Regions from separate parts of the Mus musculus genome. Here region 2 is linked to region 1. Evidence: chromatin contacts called from public Hi-C data. All regions are on one chromosome and are shown on one strand. The core of a region is the stretch at or near the end of the contact, and the rest is flanking DNA. Distances in the headings are between cores, read along the strand shown. Region 1 overlaps Qsox1 (quiescin Q6 sulfhydryl oxidase 1). Region 2 overlaps Tor3a (torsin family 3, member A).

Region 1 (6,165 bases), core at 2,741-5,240:
AAAGGGTTAGCCCATTATCATCACTGGGGAACATGGTGCCATGTAGGTAGGCATGATGCTGGAAAGTAGTTGTGAGCTACATCCTGATCTGCAGACAGAGAAAGAGAGTGGGGCAGGCAAGCAGACAGACAGACACTGGGCCTGATTTGGGCTTTTGAAACTTCAAAGCCCACCCCCAGTGGCATACTTTCTCCAAAAAAGGCCATACCTGTTCCAACAAAACCACACCTCCTAATCCTTCTCAAACAGTGCCACTCTCTGGTGCCTAGGCATTCAAACATAGGAGCCTATGGGGCCTTCTTATTCAAACCACCATGGTGGTTACTGCATGGAAAGTCCAGGTTGAAGTTCACTGTAGTAGGAGTGTGTGGAATGGTGGCAGGTCAGTTTGGGTTCAGATCTTGAAAGGAAGGCCTTGAATGTATTGAGTTAGGATCTTGCTCACCCTTCATGCAGAGCTGAAGAAGACTCCCATAGTTATGCCTTGGGGAAGGAAACATAGTGGCAAGACAGTTGAAGAACAGATTGAGAGAATAGTATTTCTTTTATTTTCATTTAGTGTGTGTGTATGTGTGTATTTGTGTGTGTGTGTATGTGTATTTGTGTGTGTGTATGTGTGTGTGTGTATGTATTTGGAGGATAGAGGAACTTTCAAGAGTCAGTTCTCTCCATCTACCGTCTAGGACCTCGGGATTAAATTCGGGCTTTCACATTGGCAGCAGGCTCCTTTGCCTGTTGAGCCACCTCCCTCCCCAGCTGAGAACTGACATTCCTGACCCATGAAGAGAAAGCAAACAGGAGCTACTGTAATAGAGCAGGGCCTCAGTTTTCTCCTGTTGGCCCTGGGCTGTTGGAGAGTTATCCCCAATGCAGAGTTGCAGAACTTGCCAGGTAACTGGATGAGGGTTGTAGCTAAGGGCAATGCCAGTGTGGGCAGCAGGGAGGAGGACTGGTTGCTGGGTGAGGTAAGGCACAGGTGCAGGCAGAGGTTGAAGGAGGGCTCACTCAGCATTGGTGTGTAGGCACGGGGCCTTCACACCTCCGTGGAGCTTAGCAGATGGAACCAGAAGTCTAGGACAGGTAAGTACGAGAGACACAAGGCTCAGATAGTAAATGTGTTGGACAAAGTGAATGACTTGGTAACAGAGAGCAGTAGGTTTATTCTTGATTCATTCATTCATTCATTCATTCATTCATTTGAAAGTATAAACGGAGCCCTTTCCTCCTGATGGTGCCTGTAAGGGCACCTTAAACACAGAATGATCTGCTCTGATGTGGAGCAGCAGGAGAGCCTAAGAGCAGCAGATGGAAATTAATGGCAGTGGCACAGAATGAAGTCAGGACAAGGGCTAACAGTAGCTGAGAAGGGCTGGTCTGTGCAGCAAAGTAGGGAGGGTGGCTACACAGAAAAGAAAAGAGAGTTTCAAGAATATGTGTATGAAAACAAGATAAAAGCCATGGAGAAAGGTGGAAAGCAGCCAGCAGCTACTGCCAAGAGCAGGAGAAGCACCAGAGAGACAACTTGGGACAGCTAGAGAGAATCGCCACTCGGTTCTGCCGGATGATTTTAGCTGAGCGGTGGGCTCAGAGGCAGGGCAGAGATGTCTGGGGAGCAGAAGAGACATTTGTCAGTGCAGGGGAACAGGAAGTGCAGAGACTGAAGAAAGGAGGTCTCTCTAGGCCTGCCCTTCCTCCCTTTTGTCTTTCAGTTTACGGATCTCTCTGTAGCCTAGAAAAGGGGCTGGTAGAAAAAACATTTAACGAGAAAGTTATTAATTGGTAGGAAAAAAACTCCAAAGTCCACGAGATATGGGAGCCACATTCTCAGAGGGTGATACCATCCCAGAAGGAAGCTGGAAGCGTCTGAACACCGAGAAGGTTGATAATGGCCCAGAACTCCTTTAGCTGTGCAGTCTGTGGGCGGGGCTCTTGAGTGACTCTTGAGTTTCAGTGATAGATTAGAGCTTTGAAATTTAGGCTCAAGGAGATGCTTTTTGTTGGGAGGAGACCAGCACCTTTTAAGACAAAGGGCTTGGGTCAGCTGATGAAGGAGAGGCACCATGTTGTTCTCCGTAGCTCTGAGAAAGGCACACCACCAAAGGCTGGTCCACGGTGTGAGAGGTGTAGCAGTGAGCTGAAGTCTGTCCTCCCTGTACAGAGTGAGCACAGCAGCTGTCACATGCTGAGCAGACCACCCTGCCTCTGAGCAGCAGCGTCTGTCCATAAAGATTCTTAGAAACCCGTGTCCTCATTTCATGTCACAATTCAGGAAATTTGTCATCATTTTACAAGTATTAGAATAATAATTTTACTAGGTCCGGATTTGTTCAGTAACTATCAAGGACATGGGCACATTGTGACATATGTAAATGAGCTGCTTTTATTCATGAATAAAGTATTGCATTTGTATTTTGAAAAAAGAGTGGAGTAGAGAGCAGGAGGAAGGCAGTGAGGTCATAGGAAGCAGCCAATCACAGGAAGGGATGGTTGGCCACTGTGGTCTGTTTCTCATGTGAATTTTCCCTTCCTGTCTACACACATATGGAACAGACCAGTCCTAGCTGGTCAGTATTTCATGGTGCTGAAGGGGTGTGTATAGGAGGGAGTGATAGTGATGGAATTGACATTTAATGAGTCAGTTTTTATATGTACTGGCTCCTGTACCTTAATTACTCTCAGTTTTTGATTATTGAGTCGTATAACAGTTCTAGGCTGGTAGTACCACTTTATATATGATATCATTATATATATAATTTTATATCTCGTTTAAAAGATTAGAATACTGAGGTTTAGAGAAGCAGAAAGATTTCAAAGGTTACAACAAAAACATCAAAGCCAGGTCTTGAAACCAGTTCTGCCAGACCCTATAGCCTTGACCTAATCAGCTGCTTGGGATAAAGCTGAGGCCTTGCAGTTGGAGATAGAGGAGTAAACTTGCAAAAAAAGTGTTCCTGCTAGCAAAAAGAAGAAGCCTTCAGGCTCTTCTGCAGATAGCTTGTCTCCCAGGACAACCAACATTCTCTCTCAGGATAGGAGGCCATAAGTAAGAGGCCTGCAGCTATCTTGCCCCTTGGCCAGAAGCCCAGGTTGTTACCCAGTGTTCCTTCTCACCTCTCACCCCAATGACACACTAGGCCTAGGATGTCACACACTTGGGAAAGAGTACATCGTGATGTCGAAAGAGGCTGATGTGTGCGACAAGTCCTGGTTTTGTAGGCTTGAGTCTACCGCTCAGTAGGACCTGTCCTGGATCCTTGACCCTTGGCTGAGTGCCATGATGGGTGGGCAGCGAGTTCTCACTGAGAAGATACCAGTCTCAGAACCTCTATCCAGGAAATAGAACAAGGGCAGATCGGCACACGGGCAGCCAACACTGGCCGAGGAGTCACTTCCTTCTTCAGATGGTCTGCATGGAGACCACCAGTGACTTCACTGTTCGCTTTAACGGCTTCCAGGAACTACGTGCAGAGGCCAGCTTTTGTGGAGTTGGTCTCTAGTTACATTCCTGAGCTGCTGCCTTCAGGTTCTAAGGGTGCGTTAAGCATTGGCAAAGAATTGAATGTCAGGACACTAGAGAAGCATCGCAGAACAAAGCCTCCCTGAAGTCCATCACAGGGGAATAAAGTGAGGCGCAAAAGAGAAGTCGTCCCTAAGCAGCTCAAGTGCCACCTCTGACCGCTCACCCTTGTCTGTTCTCAGTTTTTTCAGGCCTTTACCAAGAACGGTTCTGGAGCGACACTGCCAGGTGGGTGCTCTAACTCCGGCTGTTGTGTTGGCATGGCCAGCATCCTCTCCAGCTCTTCTGCCTTTACCCAGGTTCCCACAGGGTGAAGCAGGGTCTCCAAGTGAAGTCTGTTTGGGTTTTCCCATATGTCTTCTCAGAGAGCCTGGCAGAAAAGCCAGGAAAGCCCATTGAGCAGCCCTTCAGATGTGCCCCATCCAAAGTCCTAGGTCTGAGAGTGGGGCACCACATTCCCAGAACAGCTGTTATGTCAAAACGAGGTTGAGTTCAAAGAACAAACCCGTGGCCAGTTCTGAGGGAGACCTCTCTGCCCTCAGCATCCTTGACCCTTGGCTGTGTGCCGTGATGGGCTGGGATTTCTCCCTGAGGACTCCAGCCTCAGAGCCCCTTTTCCAGGAAGAGGAGCGAGGGCATATCAGCACATGGAAAGCTAACATTGGCCAAGGAGTCACTTTCGTCTCCAGAGAATGAAAGCCACGAGTGGCTTTTCACTGATGCTCACTAAACAGCGGTCAGTAGCTGTGTGCAGGGATGGGCCTCCCGCTAGTCTTCAAGCCATGGAGCCCTCACCTCACCACTTCTCAGGAGAGGGCTGGCATGTGCTTTCTCTTGGAATTGGTGTGAGGACCCTTGTTTGTGACTGAAACTGGCAAGGGTGCTGGGGTCTGATCTGTCCTGATACCCTCTTCCTGTTTTCGTTTATAGGTGCTGGCGCTAATGTGCAGACTCTGCGTATGAGGCTCATCGATGCTCTGGAGTCCCACCGTGACACATGGCCCCCAGCCTGTCCACCTCTGGAACCTGCCAAGTATTTTGGGTTGGGGCAGGCTTAGTGTGGCATGAGGCTCAAGCATGGAGAAGGCGTTGGGAACCACAGGGCAGAGGACCCACATTGATTCTTCCTGTGGGGTAGATACCCCAGTGTGCCAGACATACCTTAGAGCAGCCACAAGCGACTCCTTTCTGCTTCAGGTGTCGAGGAGCCATGTCTCTTAGGAGCTGGCTGAGGGTCGAAGGGCCTGACCTTCTGGATGGAAGGAAAGTATGTGAGGGGCTTCTCCAGAGCGTGCTTGCTGCTGCTTCCTCTGACTGCCCTCAGGAGGGTTTGTGGGTGTAGGAGGTTTTTCTCTGGCCTAGTCCAGGGGAGGCCACTGACAGATGAGAGGGCAGAAGAGATTGATACCACCAGGAAGAAAAGGCTAGGATGTTCAGAAGAGTAAAAGCCCTGCTTGGAAACTGATTCTGGACAACTGGTCAACCTGTGTTAATCAGCTTCACAGCGACTCCTTTATTATCTTTCCAAATTCCTTATCTTCCTAGAGAGCCTCACAGAGGGAGACCCTGGGCCAAGCATACACTCCTAATGTAGGCCAGGGTTCTACAACCGACTTTCTCTCTGGTGGTTATTGGTTTCCTTTTTTCTCTGCTGTAACAAATACCTGAGAAACAATTTAGAGAAAGAAAGGTTTGTTTGCTCTCATTACTTTAGAGGTTTCGACCCAAATTTGGCAGGACCAATCAGTTGGGATCTGAGATTATACAGACTATCATGGCAGCCAGAGCATATGACAGAGGCTGCTCACTTCAAAAAGTAGAGAGAGTTCAGGACAGTACAGACCCCAGGGACATGTACCCCATTGTATACTTACTCCAGCTAGGGCCCACCCGATTTGGCCATTGACTAGGAATCCATAAGCTGGGTAGTCTGATTAAAAGTCAGACCCCTCGTGAGCCAGTCATCTCTCAATGGCTAAAGCCTTCAGCGCATGAGCCTTTTGTGGGGACAGTTCCTGTCCAAGCTATAATGTCATCCATCTAGGATGAGCTTGTAAGCCTGGACCCTGGTGCTTTTCTCCCTGCATTTCCTCCTGGCTATGTTTCTCTCTCTCAGCTCTCTCTCTCTCTCTCTCTCTCTCTCTCTCTCTCTCTCTCTCTCACACACACACACACACACACACACACACACTATAGTGTGTCTTCAGCCCTGGGGACCTTAAAAGAAACAAAGTGGCCACATTTGTCAACCTGTCTCTAAGTGATCCTTTTGATGCCCCTTAGGAAGAATATAGGCAGACACACGTGCTGAAACTTAAGCTGCCTCTTCCAGAAGGCTGAGGACTTGCTCCTCTGCCAGCCTAGGGTAGGTATGAGGATGTGGCCAGAGAGACTGGCCACCTAATGCCACCCAAGAGGCTGATGTTAGGTAGCTACAGAACCTCTTTTATCCATCAAAGGCTCGCCCTAATCCCCACTTGTCTGTCATATCTACCCATACTGCCACCAGGCTGGGTTCTGGCATTGACCTAATGCCACCCTTTCTCTTTGGAGGCATTTGCTACATGTCTTGGGTTAAGTGTGGGGAAGTGAGCCACCAGGTTGAGGATAAGAGGAAGATGCAGACTCCCCAACCTGTGTGCCTTCTC
Region 2 (6,165 bases), core at 1,868-4,367, 860 kb before region 1:
CTGTAAGAGAGGAATCTAGACGGGGCGGAAGAAAAAACGGAACTAAGACAATTTCATTCTGAAAAAAAAAAAAAAAAAGCTCAAATTTTATTGTTGCGACACTAGTTATGAAGGAAGGGGGAGGGGACCCGATTCCCGCCGAATAATCTCTGGTCCAGTAGAAAGGTGCACGTGTGTGGCTCCTCAGGTTCCAGCAGTGGGCGTGGCAGAACGAATGAGCAGGAAGCTCCACCCCGAGCAAGCAGGTTTCAGGCTAGGGGAGGGGAGACTACAATTGTGGACTGTTACAAACCTGTTCTCATTTTCCACAGGCTGGGGCTTGCTCATGAATTGGGTGGGGAGGTGGGGTTCCCAGTGTGCCCCGGGGAAGTAGGAGTGGTTTTTCTCCAGCTGAACTTGGAAGGCAGGTTTGAGTTTAGGGTGGTTCCCCTAGACAAGACGGGACAGATTGAAGCCACGTGGGTTTCTGCATATGGAAGCCAAGGACGGAGCAGGTGAGAGTCTCGAGTGGTTTTAAGAGAAATGGAGGCATCTGTTAACATAACCGAAATGTCAGAATGAAGACTGATCCCAGCTCCCACAGTATTCACCCGTCTGAGTCAGTGGCCTCAGCTGTCCATGACATTCCCACAAGCAGAGACAGCGGAATGGTTCCCCAAGGCACCGACTCTCCTACCTAGTTGCTTTATAACTTGGCAAACTCTCTTAGGTGCTGTATTGCCCAGTGTGACCCAGTGACCCTCCTATCTCACGGCAAGCATTTTGGATACTGACCAGCTGGCAGTAACCCTGCCCTTTCCTCTAGAGACCTGACCTTAGTGGACTGACTCAGGCCACGTAGCTATACATACACAATAGTGCACACGGGTGAAGTTGGAGCTGGGCTGATGCCACCTAACAGCAGCCAAGCTGCCATCCAGGGAATTCACTTACCCAGGGGCTCTTACACAAATGAGGCAGTGGTTTCCAGCAACCTGTTGCAGGCGTGCACAAGGCCTTCCATCAAGGAGAGGCCATGAGCCAGACCACCACAGTCCCTCTCCAGCCACGCAGAACCACAACCACCCCTCCTGAGGGTGCCCCCAAATTAGCCACCTCCAACCCCTGCCCCGAGGTTCTCTGGTCTTCTGGTTATGAGAGAGCAATGTGTTTGAGATCTGAGTCTCTAGACTTGGTTTCTAGAACAAACTTCAGTTTGCCTTCCCTTTGTGGTAAGGATTCTTGCATGTGTGGTGTGTGTGTGTGTGTGTGTGCTAGCTTGTGTGGAAGTTGACACTGGGTATCCTCTCTAGCTTGTTTGCTTTTACCCCCCTCCCCCTTTTTTTTTTTTTTTTTTTTTTTTTTTTTGGTTTTCGAGACAGGGTTTCTCTGTATAGCTCTGGCTGTCCTGGAACTCACTTTGTAGACCAGGCTGGCCTCGAACTCAGAAATCTGCCTGCCTCTGCCTCTCGAGTGCTGGGATTAAAGGCATGCACCACCACGCCCGGCTACTTTTTCCCTTTTTAAATACAGGGGCTCACTGTGTGGCCCCAGCTGGCCTGGAAATTGGTATGTCGAGTATGCTGGCCTGTAACTCAGAGATCCATGTACCTCTGTCTCCTGAGGTAATTAAAGGTGTGTGCCACCGGACTTGGTTGGCTTTACCTTGTTTTTTGAGACGGGGTCTCTCACCGAATTGGACAGACTAGCTGGCCAGCAAGCCCCCAGAGCTGAAGTTCTAAGGTCACACAGCTCTTCATGGGGCTGCAGGAGACCTGAACTCAGGTCTTTATGCACAGGCAGTAAATAGTTTGTCCACTGAGCCCTTCCCAGCCCCGACACTGCCAACTGGATCTGCAGTTTAATCCTGAAATATACCTGAGACCTGCTGTTGAAATGAGGTACTGATGGCTTTTCTGCCAGTTCTCTGTGGCACCTCAGACAAAGTAGGTGAAGCCAGGAGGGCTTGCTTGCCCAACATTGACAAAAGCCATTTTCGAGTGCCAAGATTTTGCAAGAGTAAGCTTTATCTGTAAAGCTGACAGTAGGATGGGAGGCAGCCAGGTCTGGAGCAGGGCAGAGTGGAGGGCTGACTAGCTGTGATGAGTCAGCGGACCCAGCTGAGATGACGACAGTCCAGGTGGAACATGATCCTGGTCCTGGTCCCTCCTGCATCTATTGATGGCATGCCTGCCGTCTCCTCTAGGGTCTCACTCTTCAGGTAATGCTTATGGGAAACTTTTGCTCCCATTAGGTTCTAGAGGATATTTTAGGTCTGTCTAGAGTTCACTATGCAGTTCCCTTGAACTGTACTGATAGTTTTCAGTAGCAAGGACAGGGATAGTACTGTTTAGGGCTTGGTTTCAGAGTAATACTGATTTCTGCCTGTGTCCGTCAGTAGAAGACCCCAGAGTCACAAGGCAGGCCTGGAGCTGCTGTGCTCTCGTCACGCACCCAGAAGAGGGTTGCTAATGTCTGTTTTCTCTGAGCTGTGGTCAGGGTATGAACAAAAGGACTTTGAAGAACTAACTATATGGACGTGAGTTATTCATGAATGACGCATGTGGGGTGCAGTGGGTGTTTGTTGACTAACTGCCTCCACACTGATGAAGCACCCCTAGCTTGTCTGGGCCCAGTTTCTCATTTTACCAGCGAAGAAACTGAGTCTAGCTCTGTTGTTTAGGGAAGAGTTCACCGTTAGTGATGGGAGCTTGTGACAGTGGTCCTTTCAGTATTCAGTCAGCAGGGGCTTGGAGGGTGAGGAGTTCAGCATCTAGCTACCTTGGCCTGCAGGTGCTGGAGTGCAGCCCTGCTGAGCTGAAGACACTGGACAGGTAGTGAAGGCTCCCAGGCTTTGTTGTGTGAGAGGTACAACCTGTAACGTGGTGGGAAGATGACATGGCTGTAGGTGACAGTGCAAGCAGTTCAGAAGAAAGCTGCATAGAGTTGATAAATACGCAGAAACCATGCAGAGTGGGGCCCGTGTCCCATGGGGCAGTCAGGTAGACCTGGGACTGAGAGGGTACTGTACTAGGGTCTGTGACCTTGGGGCTTGATCGATCCACCTCCCTGGCCTGCTGTCCTCCAGAGGCTTGCCGCTGAGTCCAGGTTGTGGAATCAGGGCTACTGTGGCAGACACAGATGGGGCAATCTCTGCTGATGCAGTTATGTATCCAAAGGCCACCTGACAGGCTGTCCAGCAGGTGCAGAGATCAGACGGGTGATGCAAGCAGTTTCTGCAGGGCTGGAAGTGTGGCAGAGCAGCTGGGCTTGGGCAAGGAGTGGGGATGCCCTTGTTCTTACTGGATTCTTCCAGCAGGAGGCTGGAAATCAGTTAATCAGTGGCTATGAGGGACACACTGGTCTTCACTTGTTTGCTGGGGAAGGATGCTGCCCCACCTAGCTAGGGAGGCAGGTTAGGGATTGGGAGGGGCACGTAGTGAGTCTACGTCATCTGCAGGACAGACTGAAATGCAACATTATCAAAAAGATAGGAACGGCCCGGTGTTTAGTGGTGGCACATACATTTAAATCCCAGCACTGGGGAGGCAGAGGCAAGAGATCTCTGAGTTTGAAGCCAGGCTGCTCCAAAGGTCTGAGTGACTCCTCTGAGGTAACAAGGACACTGATCCTTGTGAGGACAGAGGACAGGAGATGCTGGACCCCGTTTAGTTTGCTGCCTGCCTCCCCCTATCCTTCACTTACGACATTCCTCATTCTGTGAGCCTTAAGCAGGGAAAGTGAAGGCACAGCTGTGCAGTCAGACAAGGCTCAGCTGGGTGCCAACTTGAGACAGGGATGAACTGTCCTGGTTGCAGGTCCCCAGCACTTACTCCCGGCCTCCTCGTGGTGTCACTCCTGTCTTAGCAGTGTGCAGCCATCTTCCTGTGCCTAGCCTGAGAGGACACAGGCAGTGCAAAATAAGCTTTTGCTCCACACTTCTGTGAAAGGGAGTGCAGCCCAGAGAGGCACCTCCTGTGTCCACCAACTGCAGGGTCCTGCCAATACTGTTTTCCAAACTAATTCTCTCTACCTCTACTCCATCTCCTACAACCCATTGTAGCCTAACCAAGATTCTTAGGACAGAGTGGGTGGGGCCACAACCCTACATTCTGGCCTTCAGTGGATACATGCCACCTCCCTCAGCCGTAGTCTAGCTTTCATCCTTACCTTCTGAGCCTTGAAGCCTGTGGTCCTGAGGCATCCTTGAGTCTGTCACTGCTCAGTGTGTCCTCCATTAGGGATGAACTGTCCTGGGGGGTTGTGAGTGTGGGAATCGGCTGTTAACAAGCGCTTGTTTCTTTCAGCAACCTCGGAGGCAGTGTCATCAATGAGGTAGTCCTGAGTTTGCTTAAGGCTGGATGGTCCAGGGAGGAAATTACGACGCAGCACTTGGAGGTGCCCCTTCAGGCTGAGATCATGGAGGCTGCAGGTAAGTGGTCAACTCAGATACATACAGCCTTGCCAAGAGCACAGCCAGAGATGATTGGTATCAAATGTGAGGCAGTGAGGGTGTCTGGACAGTAGAGGACATAGGACAGCCTCACCCATCAACTTCTGGTGGCACGAGAGTATGCCTATACTCCTTCCCTGGAAATGCATTCTGAAGAGGGTCACAGGTCCAGCCCCGCCCTAGAAACAGCTGTGGTCTCTGACCATAGGCTAGCAGATCTCCCTGAGACAACAGTGCAGGTGAAGGTGGGGCAGCTCCACCTTTTTGCTACACCAAAGCCAGCCACAGTCCTGGTGGTCATGCCATTATCTGCTACTACAGCCACAATCACTGTGCTTCTCCATGCCTAGAATAGCCACCACCGCACTGTCCTTGGCAACAATGCACACAGTACTCCAAGAGCTTTGTGGGAGACCAGCTCTTGTGCAGGTTTCAATTTGGGGATCTCCAGCAGGGTTCAGTCCCAGGCTAGGTCAGACACTATGTAACTCTGGGTCTTGGTTACAGACAGCAGCTTTGGCTCCAGCGGTCTCCTGAAGAAACACCTTATTGACCACTTTATCCCCTTCCTGCCACTGGAGTACTGCCATGTGAGGCTGTGCGTCCGAGATGCCTTCCTGGGCCAGGATCTCCCATACACAGAAGAGACCCTGGATGAAATCGCCAAGATGATGACATATGTCCCTGAGGAAGAGCGGCTTTTCTCCTCTCAGGGCTGCAAATCCATTTCCCAGAGAATCAACCTCTTCCTGCCTTGAAAGTGACTCCTGTGCACCCTAAACAATCCTCCTCCACAAGAGACAGCCATCTGCCAGGTGCCCTGGCGTCCAGCAATCACTGCTTTCAGCTGGTGTGCAAGAGGCAGTTCCTAACAGAGGCAGTTTCTAAAAACCACTTGGTGCCTTAAAAACCTACATTCTAGACAATCTAGACTGAGGGTCAGGAAGCCAGTGGAACGGAAGGTCCAAGTACCAAAGGATCCTCAGAACACTCCCTACAGTCTCCTGGCACCGTAGCTCTTCCTGGAAGGCAGCTGGAGTTCATATGAGCCTGAGGCTCTAGGATCTTTGGGCTACAGAACAAGGAATATGTGTGGACTAGAGGCGTGTGGTCCAGGTCTGCAGGTCTGGCTGGCTTTCCTTGCTTTCCGGCAACGTGGGGGAGAGGGGCAGCTTCTGCATGTGAGACCAGCAAAGGGCCTTAGGCTAAAGGACAAACTGAAGCTTTCAAAACAGGATGGGTGTGGCCCAGCACTGTAGTAGGCTAATATGGGAGAGAGAGCTAAAGAAACCTGAGCTGCCTCGTTTGAGCAGCCTGCCAGGCTTGACCAAAACTCATGTGTATGGATAGCTAAGGCATGTTCTGTTGTGCAGACTGAAAACTTTTTAAAGAGGCCTCGTCATGTGTAATTAAATCTTGTATTTTTCTAACATCCTTTCTTACTGAGACCTGGTCCTTGCACTGCCCTGGCAGGCTGGCACAGCACGTGCTGGTCTCAGGCTACTTTAGAGCTTCTTACTAAACTCCTCTGACTCAGCCCTCGAACACACGTGTTCTCCGCTCCAGCTCGGACAAGTGGTTCCTGAGGCTGATGTGGCGAGGCAGGTCAGTACCACCTGTCTTTAGAATACCATGGGCCATTCTTTTCTGGTCCCTTCACACTTTTTAAACATACAGGTCTTTGTGTTTTCTCAGAATTTCCCCCTCTTATTCAAAGTCCTGCTCAGCACTCT

What was found. A called contact is a pair of places that touch in the nucleus more often than the background predicts.
Region 2: a contact with region 1 is called in a Hi-C map of liver, with 5 times the contacts expected there. The contact joins two enhancer-like sites. A contact is called at or near these places in 2 of 39 promoter capture datasets (liver and pre-B cells), 1 of 484 Hi-C or Micro-C datasets (liver) and 1 of 115 datasets of contacts at active chromatin or transcription factors (pancreatic cancer cells).

The regions. Positions count from the first base shown.
Region 1 is chr1:155,792,931-155,799,095 of GRCm38.p6, reverse strand. It overlaps Qsox1 (quiescin Q6 sulfhydryl oxidase 1), which reads left to right. Exons shown (of 12, transcript NM_001024945.1): 3 at 3,700-3,745; 4 at 4,448-4,550. Among named protein-coding and RNA genes, the nearest start is that of Qsox1, 17 kb to the left of the region's middle. Within about 2 kb of position 3,990, at least 26 of the 459 cell types and tissues checked have an H3K27ac peak or open chromatin away from gene starts, as enhancers often do. A contact at or near this core is called in liver, where this site is marked.
Region 2 is chr1:156,654,718-156,660,882 of GRCm38.p6, reverse strand. Tor3a (torsin family 3, member A) reads left to right here. Exons shown (of 6, transcript NM_023141.2): 5 at 4,287-4,411; 6 at 4,940-6,165. The coding sequence ends at 5,190. Among named protein-coding and RNA genes, the nearest start is that of Tor3a, 17 kb to the left of the region's middle. Within about 2 kb of position 3,117, at least 30 of the 459 cell types and tissues checked have an H3K27ac peak or open chromatin away from gene starts, as enhancers often do. A contact at or near this core is called in liver, where this site is marked.